2 separate regions of the Rattus norvegicus genome follow, and region 1 is linked to region 2. A link is a contact called in public HiChIP or PLAC-seq data. All regions are on one chromosome and are shown on one strand. The core of a region is the stretch at or near the end of the contact, and the rest is flanking DNA. Distances in the headings are between cores, read along the strand shown.

The links. HiChIP or PLAC-seq counts read pairs in DNA pulled down with a chosen protein or histone mark.
Region 1: an H3K27ac HiChIP or PLAC-seq map of oligodendrocytes shows a contact between it and region 2, with 4 times the contacts expected there. The contact joins the promoter of Cdiptos here to the promoter of Ino80e in region 2. A contact is called at or near these places in 1 of 12 Hi-C or Micro-C datasets (frontal cortex) and 1 of 1 datasets of contacts at active chromatin or transcription factors (oligodendrocytes).

What each region holds. Positions count from the first base shown.
Region 1 is chr1:191,011,961-191,016,820 of GRCr8, forward strand. It overlaps Cdiptos (CDIP transferase, opposite strand), which reads right to left and starts at 1,315. Exons shown (of 6, transcript NM_001419521.1): 1 at 955-1,315; 2 at 789-874; 3 at 369-519; 4 at 101-134. The coding sequence starts at 869. Cdipt (CDP-diacylglycerol--inositol 3-phosphatidyltransferase) reads left to right here and starts at 1,846. Exons shown (of 6, transcript NM_138899.2): 1 at 1,846-2,282; 2 at 2,378-2,512; 3 at 3,760-3,913; 4 at 4,408-4,489; 5 at 4,813-4,860. The coding sequence starts at 2,240.
Region 2 is chr1:190,899,699-190,904,466 of GRCr8, forward strand. It overlaps Ino80e (INO80 complex subunit E), which reads right to left and starts at 2,824. Exons shown (of 7, transcript NM_001013900.1): 1 at 2,623-2,824; 2 at 2,394-2,464; 3 at 2,150-2,202. The coding sequence starts at 2,703. It overlaps Hirip3 (HIRA interacting protein 3), which reads left to right and starts at 3,367. Exons shown (of 7, transcript NM_001399662.1): 1 at 3,367-3,444; 2 at 3,528-3,648; 3 at 3,749-3,857; 4 at 4,114-4,768. The coding sequence starts at 3,380.

The sequences.
Region 1 (4,860 bases), core at 65-2,564, 110 kb after region 2:
CTTCATGGTTGAAAACGCCCCCTACCCTGCTGGGATGCTGTCAACCCTTGCTCTCCCCACAGGCTTCTCTGTCCTGGGAGAGGGGCAGAGCCTCACTCACCGGGTGTCAGTGCCTCGGGTCTTGGTGAAGAACACTGGAATTAGAGGCCCCAGTTAAAGAACAACTTTCCCTATGGTTAGAAAGAGTTGTGGCTAGAGCAGATGGGGACAAGGGGCTCCTGGCAAGCAACAATGAGTTAGACGGTAAGGGACACTGTGCCTAAGACGAACAATGATGAGGGAAAAAAATGAACAGATTCTTGGGGAGATCAGCTAAGGCTGGAGGTGAGTCGGGGACTGGTCTCTAGATGAAGAGGGAGAGAGTTCACCATGTCTAGATATCTGAGTCCCTTGGTCTTTTGTCTGCTTTTCCTTGTCGGGCATAGGATTCATATGAGAGCGAGCAGTAAACAGTGCTTCATCTGTAAGTTCTGTGCTGATTCGGGTCAGGAATTCTTCAGAGCGGGATAATGAGGCTTTCTGGAAAGGAGGTTAGAATTCAGCCTGCAAAGTCCCACCGGTCTGGTGTCTTCCAGGTTGCAGGCTCTATGGCTGGGGAACCTGGTAGTATAAGTCTCAGGTATGTGATTTGACTGGAAGGCCTTAGACCCAGAAAGCAGTTTGTGGGGTCTCAGGGTTTGGAGATTCAGGGTTAAGGATCAAGGCTAAGTAAATCTCATGGCTCATGGCTCAGAGCCACCTGACTAGCTAGTTCTTCCCACCTCCTTCACTTTTCCATTGTAGTTTACCTGCCCTCCACCTAAGGAGGCAGCAGCTTGAATTGGCCAGGTGTCCTTTTTGTCCCCACTCCTGGCAGATGTGGATGCCATCCCCCCTGGAAACAAAGTTTATGTTAGACTGAGAAACCAACCCACTACCCCTCAGATTCCATCCCATGCCATTCCTTGAGCCCACATTTATTTAGTCCACGACTAAAGCTCAAACATCCTACTGTCTCAGTTCTGTCCTTGAAAAAAACTCGTTGTTTTGCCTACTAAGTTGACAGGAGGGGCTCTCAGAACAACTCCCTTCCCTATTCCCTCCAAAGCCCTTCTTCCTTCTTTTCTGACAAGGCACTTCCTTAGGCAAGGCAGCCAACATGCAGCCCCCGACCTGGCTGATGGGTTGAAATCTTAGGCTACTCGGCAGGAGGGGATATGGAAAGTTCTAAGAGGAATCTATGATGGGCCTCAGGGATTGGGATTGGGGAAGAAGGTTGGGAAGAAGGGGAGACAGGGAAGCGCTGCTCCGGGTTGCTATAAAGACCTAAATGTTTGAGGAAGCTTTATAGTTCCGTTGCCAGGAGACTAGAGATTCTAGAACTAAGGACATTTTCCTAGCGTGCCACAGTGGCTCTCCGGGTCCCTTCTTAGAGGCAGTGACCCCAACGTTATTTCTAGGCGTTTGGGAGATGACGTAGGGTGGAACCTGGGCTCGAATCCTCCCACCACCAGGGCGGCGCTAGAAGCAAAGCGGCAGGCACGCCGGGAGACTCTCTAGCCACCTCTTCCCAGCCTGGGTCCTGGAGAGCGACCGTGGCCGCAGGCGTAGGGGGCGGGGAAGCGATGTGGGCTGTACTAAGTTGCCCAATCTCTCGGGGAGGCGCACACTCGGAACGGAGGAATCGCTACACCTTCCCCTTGCCTCCAGGAGTTTACGCCGTCCATGAAATGCAAAATGCAGATTCCCTCTCAGGTCTCTTCTGCTTCTCCCTTTTCAGTTTCTTCTTTTGCGGATGGCTCTCGAGTCTCTCCCCTCCCTCGGTGCGTTGGTACGAGCCGAAGCCAAGGGGCCCGGGCAGGAAAAGGAAGCAGGCCGGCCTTAAAGGGACCTCAGCCATTATTTATTTAATTTATTTATTTATATTTAAAAGCCGCTCTCTCCTTCCTCCGATGTTCTTAACGTCCCCGACGGAAGAATAGGATCCGGGAGCCAGGCGCAGCCGGAGCTGCGGGACCCGTTGCTGGAGACAGCAGCTCTTGCCCATCGGAAGGCCAGGTGTGCGTGAGCTGTGCCCAGGGGTGTCCCGCGCCCCGGTGCCCTGCGGGCTCTAACAGCTGGGATCGCCCGGGAGAACTGGGCCCAGGGCTCAGGTGGAGCTGCCGATGCCCCGGGCTGAAAGGTGAGACCACGCTGGTGAGGCTGGGACAAGACCTTGCACCTCCAGACCTGGGCCGAGACCACAAGGGGAGCCGCCAAGATGCCAGAGGAAAATATCTTCCTGTTCGTGCCTAATCTTATTGGTGAGTGCTGCCTGAAGCCCCAAGACCAGCGGAGGGCGAGGAACCCTAAACTGGCTCCTCGATCACACCCTGTACCTCTCCCATCCCATCCCAAGGTTATGCCCGGATTGTTTTCGCCATCATTTCCTTCTACTTTATGCCCTGCTGCCCCTTCACGGCCTCCTCCTTCTATCTACTCAGCGGACTTCTAGACGCTTTCGATGGACACGCAGCTCGAGCCCTTAATCAAGGTGACAGAACTTTACCACCAGTAGCACTACTTGGGGGCCCAACATCCCTTGTTCTTTCCCTGCTTTCTCAGAACCTCGTAGAGGACTCTTTCATTATCAGCTCTGTAAGAAAGCAAAACAGAGCTGCCTGGGATTTAAGCTTGCGCTCGAGGATTGATCGCTGTTTGTGAGGGGTGTGGAAGACATAGCAGTGGGAATGGAATTCCGTTCGGGTGTGGCATGGTGGCTCATGCCTGTAATGCCAGTACTGATGAGGCAGATAGATTGCTCCAAGTCAAGAGTCATTTAGGCTTCATATTGAGTACCACATGAACCAGGACTACACAGTAAAATCCTGCAAAAAAAAAAAAAAAAGCGATTGGGGCTGAAGGTTAAGTTTGTGTTCAGAGGTTAAGAATGCTTATGCAGGCTGGAGAGATGGCTCAGCCATTAAGAACACTGCTCTTCCGGAGGTCCTGAGTTCAAATCCCAGCAACCACATGGTGGCTCACAACCATCTGTAATAGGATCTGATGCCCTCTTCTGGTGTGTCTGAAGACAGCGACAGTGTACTCACATGAAATAAATCTCTTCCTTTTGCAAAAAGAAAAAAGAAAGAATGCTTTACGGCTCTTATAGAGGGCCTAGATTTGATTCCCAGAACCCACATGGTGACTTACAACCACCTATAGTTCCAATTCCAGGGAATCCAATGTCCTCTTCAGACCTCTGTGGGCAGCAGGCATCTATGTGGTGCTCACGCATATATGCTGACAGTCACTTATACCATAAAAGATAATAAACATTAAAAAAATGTAAGAAAATAAGAAAGATTCCATTCAACAGGTATTTACTAGGTAGTCACTATGAAGAGAGGTGGCGCCGGGTGGGAGGAGAGCAGGTGGTGTTTAAGAGCTCTAACTTTGTAATGAGTTCAACAGCAGACCCACCTTTAAAACTGCCCCCAAGACTTTGGCCTGCTTGCCTTTCTTTGGGCCCTGGCTGAGGGTTAGAGGAGTTGAAGATAGTCTCCCCACCTCCATTACCTCTGCACAGCCCCATGCCTTCTCAGTGCTTGTCCTAATAGCCCGTGCCCTACTGGCCTCACCATCTGTTGACAGCAACCTGCCTTCCTCCTCTGGCAGTAGATGGTAGACACCTTCAGACCACTTTTATACTCAACCTGGGGTCCTAGGCCAAAGTGGGCACCTGTCACTGGTCCGCTCCACCAAACAGTCCCTTTCAACTTACTAGTCATTACTTTTCAGGAACCCGATTTGGGGCCATGCTCGACATGCTGACGGACCGTTGCGCCACCATGTGTCTCTTGGTCAACCTGGCCCTGCTCTACCCTCGGGCCACTCTTCTGTTCCAGCTCAGCATGAGCCTGGACGTGGCCAGTCACTGGCTGCATCTGCACAGGTCTGCTCCGATGCTAGGGTGCTGATGAGCGGAAGGGCGGCGGGCGCTGCAGTGGAGGGGGAGGGGTGGGGTGACTGCAGGCTTGCTGGGTGGTGCCTTCCTTTTTCTTCCCTCCTCGAGACATAGCCCAAAGCTTGTTTAGCATTTAGTATGTGCCCTGTAGGATTCAAATTCATGACAGCCTTCCTACCTCAGCCTCCTGAGTGCTGGAATTAGAGGCACATGCCAGCATACCCCTGTCCTTACACCCCTGGGTGATCCCTGTGTCTCTGAGCGGGCTTGTCATTCTTGCGGGAGTCTTGGGGAATTTCTAGCATGGGCCTGTATGAATATTCTAGGGTTCCAGATGGGGGAAGAATTTGTAGTGGGGCATTTAATCCTGACTCTGCCCCACCTAGGGAACTGTGTGACTTTGCACAAGATGCAGTTCTCAGCGTCACACCAGTTCCTCTGCACAGTGAGAGCTCATGAAGTCCCCTGCTTTTCTCCCCAAGTTCTGTGGTGCGAGGCAGTGAGAGCCACAAGATGATTGACCTGTCTGGGAACCCTGTGCTTCGAATCTACTATACTTCCAGGGTGAGCATTTCCTGCCCCTCCCCTACGTGATCTGAAGATAGGAAGTCTTAGGCTGAACCCAGTCAGGGGAGATGAGACAGCAGGAGTGCTCCTTAGGCTGAAGCATAGGGAGGATAATTGGTGGGAGGTCTGTGTACATCATCCTGGCAGCAGTGACAATGATACCTGTTGGGGGGGTTACAGGGTGGGAGGACCGAAGAAGTGTGCAAGTATAGTGCAGTGTGCAGCTGGCTGAGAAGCACTCCCCTGTCTGTGGCAGAAGCCCCTGTGGGTTATGGTAGGGACATGGCCCTACATCTTAGGCAACCTTATATTGTGTGCAGCCTGCTCTGTTCACCCTGTGTGCTGGAAATGAACTCTTCTACTGCCTC
Region 2 (4,768 bases), core at 1,574-4,073:
CTTTTGTGTGATCTATAAGCTAGAACACTTTGTTGTTGTTTAAAATGGATCTCTGTAATCCAGGTTGGCTTGGAATTCACCATGTTGACTACGCTGTCTTCTAAACTGGTGGTTGTTATGCCTCAGTCTCCTAACTGTTAAAATTAGAGACATATTCCACACGCCTAACTGGCTCTCACTTATTTTTGTTTTTTTTTTTCAGAAAGGGTCTTTGTAGTTCAAGCTGGCTTGGAACTTAAGAGTTATCCTTCTGCCTCAGCCTCCCAATGCTGGGATTACAGATATAAGGCATCTGCCCCATGGCTCTTGCATTTGTAGCTTTTCATTTTTGCTTAGAGGCAGGGCATTATGTAGTTGTAGTTGGCCTTGAACTTTTGGCCCTCCTGCCTCTACCTCTCAAGAAGGGCTGGGATTAAAGGTCTGTCCCACCATGCTTGGCTTTACCTCCCACCCCCTCTCTATGAAACATGGTTTCATTTAGCTCATATTTAAGCTTTTTAAAAATTACATTTACTTATTTGTGTGCATATGTGTGCATTCACGAGGAGGTCAGGGTACAATTTAAGGGGACGATTATCTCTTACACTGTAAATCCTAGGGATTGAATTCAGGTGGTCAGGTTCAGCCACAAGTGTCTGTGCTACTCAACAAGCCATCGCAAAAGAAACTAGGTGTGGGCTGGAGAGGTGGCTTCTATTCCAGAGGACCTGGGTTCAATTCCTTCACTGCTCACAACCGTCTGTAAGTCAGCCTAGGAGACCCAGTGCCCATTTGGGCTTCCAGAGAGACCTGTGTGTACATGGCAGGCAGGTAGGAAGGCAAACACCCACCCGTGCACATAGAAATAAATATCTTAAAAACTGAAGGGTTGGGGATTTAGCTCAGTGGTAGAGCGCTTGCCTAGGAAGCGCAGGGCCCTGGGTTCGGTCCCCAGCTTCGAAAAAAAGAACCAAAAAAAAAAAAAAAAAAAAAAAAAAAACTGAAAAAAGTAGGTGGGTGGGTGCTGTGGCACAAGTATGAAATTCCAGCATGGGCGAGGTTTGGGTATGAGTGCAAGACCTACTAGTGCTACAAATGAATATACCTCAAACAACAGCAACAAAAGCAAAAAGTAAGATATTATAAAGATTACATCAAGTTATATAAAATTCAAAATTTAATGTTTACAAATAAAAGTTCTAATAAAACAGAGCCATTTTATTTACTAATATGCTGGCTATGGCTGCATCTGCATGAGCTAGGCAGTTTGTTTAATAACAATATTTTATAAGACTATTTTCCTGACCCTTTGCAAAGGAAATGACTACCCCGTTTCCTGCTTCGAGGTTTATTTTTATATGAACATGCTGTTGCTGTCTTCAGACACAGCAGAAGACGACACAGGATCCCATTACAGATGGTTGTGAGCCACCATGTGGTTGCTGGGAATTGAATTCAGGACCTCTGGAAGAGTGGTCAGTGCTCTTAACCACTGAGCCATCTCTCAGGCCTGTCTTGCTGACTTTAATCCTCCTGTTATACAGTAGTTACTGCCGCCTTTAGTCCTCATCACACTCTCACCATCACTTAAAATCCTAGTTTGTTGTTTTCTTCTCATTACCACAGTGTTTGTGCAGATGCCCATATGCTGTGGCAAGTGTTTCAGGTTAGAGGACAACTTTCGGGGTCATTCTCCTTTAAGGATTGGGTCTCAGTAACTAACTCCATGCCTCTGTCATGCGTTACTGGCATGGGGTGGGGTTCTGTATCTTTCTAGTTTTTTTTTTTTTTCATTTATTACACATAACTGATAGAAATGACAAAGCAGCCAGAGGTTTCCTTCATTTGCTAGCCTGTGACAAGCACAATGCCTGGAACACAGTGGATAAGTAAATGCTTAAGAATCGAGGGGCATGGTATGTCTAAGGCTAGCCTCAGGCTAGCCTGGTCTACAAAGCAAGTTCCAGGCAAGCCAGGGCTACACAGAGAAACTCTGTCCTGTGGGGTAGAAAAAAAGACAAAACAGAGAGAAGGCAACAGAAGGCAGCAACTAGGCTTAAGAACCATTGGAGGGGCTACATCAGCTCCATATCCTAAGAGGATGAACCCAGGAACACTTGTTTAACGAACCAGTATCTCATGTCCTAAAAATGTGCATGACTTTGCTCACCGGAAGAGTCTTCATCCACGTTCTCATACTGCAGAAGTCGATCTAGAAGGAAACTGAGAGAAGTGGGAAGGAGAATGATTATTCCCATTTTGGTGATGTTCTTGAGCTCTATCTAGTCCCTCCTAGAAGGCCCACTGGATCCTCCTAAAACTGCATGCATTTGGGGTCCTATTCCAGGGCGGAGTGAGAACGAGGATTCCCAAGGATGAGGAATCTACATTGCTGTGTCCACAACAAGCCTTACCTCTTGTCTCGGGAAACCTTCAGCAATTTTCTTTGCGCCTTCCTGAGCTCCTCCTGGAAGCACTCGTGTTCCTGCAGCGGACAGGGAGGGTGCTGAGCCAAGAGCAATCCGTAAAAGACCCAGAACCCAGAGACATCTCTCCCTACTCACCCCCTTTACCACATGGGTAAACTGAGGTCCTCTCAGAGCTAGGCCTCACACTCCATAACCGTCCCACACCGGTACTCACGTAAATGAGGAACTTGAGCTTCCGCTTCAGATTCCTGTATTTCTTTTTGTAGTCCACTTCGCCGTCCGCTGGTCCGTTCATGACCCGCCTGGGAGAAGCGCCCCGGAGTAGAGTCCCGCTACCCAAGTCCGCCCGTCCTCTCTCTCTCACACACACACACACACACACACATACACACACGCACACACCCCTCCACTTCCGGACTTTGCAACGCCGTACGAAACGGACTACGACTCCCGGCGTGCTCCGCGCGCAGGGAGCGTAATCACACCACCCGCCCTCCTGGGGAAGACCTGAAAGGAACGCAGCTTCCAGTGGCTTCGCGGTGAGCTGAGGTCACAGAGGAGCTGGACACTGGGGGGCGCAATTATTGATTCTAAACTGATTATAAAGATTTGGAGCCATAAGAATATAACCAGAAAGTCAGTGTTGGCGAGAATACCTTTTCCCTTTTACTTGTTGATCCAGACTACAGGGCAGCGTGAAAAACTACGTTATACGAGACGGCCAGTGCCGAACCGGCTTCTAACGAAAATTTTAATACGTAGCTCTAACAAAGAGCAGAAATCTCCCTCAAGAGCTACCAAGGAAAAGGCAAAATCTGGCTAAGTTTTCCGTCCCAGTACTCCACATCGGAGGCTCAACGGTCCCTTTCCTCACGAAGCCGCGGCACTGCGCGTGCGCAAACTACTGTCAAACGAACTGAAAGTGGCCCGGAAGAAAAAAGGCGGGAACAACCAATCCCCAGTGGCGCAAGATGGCGCCGGGAGATGAGATGCTGGAATTCACTCGCAGCTTCTTTCGAGCTTGCCCCGATCTCAGGTGCATAGAGTCTGGGTATTAGAGTCTGGGTTGTAAAGGGCCGGGGTTGGACTGGTACTCTGTCTTGATACGTGTTTCTGTAGCACGGTTACTCACTCCATCGTGCGACAGAAATTTTTGATTCACGTGGGTCGGGATCATCTTGAACCTGAGGAGAAGCAGGCGTTGAAAAGGCTGATGGAGGAGGAGCTGCTGAAGATGCAGGTGTGGGCCTAACTCTGGGCCAGGAGAGACAGGGTTTGTTGCTGAGGGTTTGGGGCAGGACACAACCTTGGTTCCGTTTACCCTCATGCTGCACCCACAGGCGGATGCTGGTACCAGGGAAGGAAAGCCAGACTTTATCAAAGTTAAGAGGTCTCCTGCTCCCTGCAGTCACCCAGAGAGGAAAAGGTTCCGCTTCAATTCAGAGTCAGGTTAGTGCCTTCTCCCGGTGTATCTGTCTGTGACTCCAGCAGCATTGGTTTATTCAAAAGGCGAGGTGCATGTATTAATTGCAAAGCAGTAAAGGAGCTGGGGGAGGGAGGGGAGCAATGGGTCAGGAACCATGTGGAGCCACATCTGTGGTGGTGCTTGCTGTCCTTCACTCGTAACCAGAGTGGATCCAGAAGCATCCTATTCTAAATAGAAGGGAAAGGAGGAACCCATCCCAGCCCTGTCCCCATGTTCCAGAATCCAGCTCTACACCATCCAGCCCAGACTGCTCAGGACCTCCAACAAAGAACAATACAACCAAGAAGGCATGCCCAAGAAGAACCTTAAAGAAAGCAGTTGAGAGCACAGATGAAGAGCAGCAAACAGACCTGGTTGCAAAGATGGGATTGGAGGAGAGTAGTGAGGAGGAGGAAGAAGGCTCTGTCAGATCAGGTGAGGTCTGGAAGGCAGAGGACACTGAGGATGATGATGTGAGAAAAGAACAGAAGGGTGGGGTTAGAAAGAAAGCTGGGGCCAAGAACAAGCCAGCACCACACAAGGCAGATAGGAAGCAGGCTAGGGAAGAGAGTGGAAGCAGTGAGGAAGAGGCTGTACAGAATAGAGCAAAGGTGGAGAGACGCACAGGCGCTAAATGCCAGGAGGAAAGTGAAGACAGCGAGGATGAGATCCTAGCCAAGAAGAGCGAGCACAGGGAGTCCAGACTGAAAAGCAGCAAAGCAGGGAGAACAGCTAGCGGGAGAAAGAGCTCTAAGCAGAAAAGCAGGGCTGGGAGGCCAACTGGAGGCTTGGGAGACAGCGAGGAAAAGAAGGAAGGGGATGCAGTAAGTAGTGGGGACAGCAGTGGAGAGGAAGAGCCTTTAGCGAAGAGAAAGAGCAAGGACAAGACCCAGAC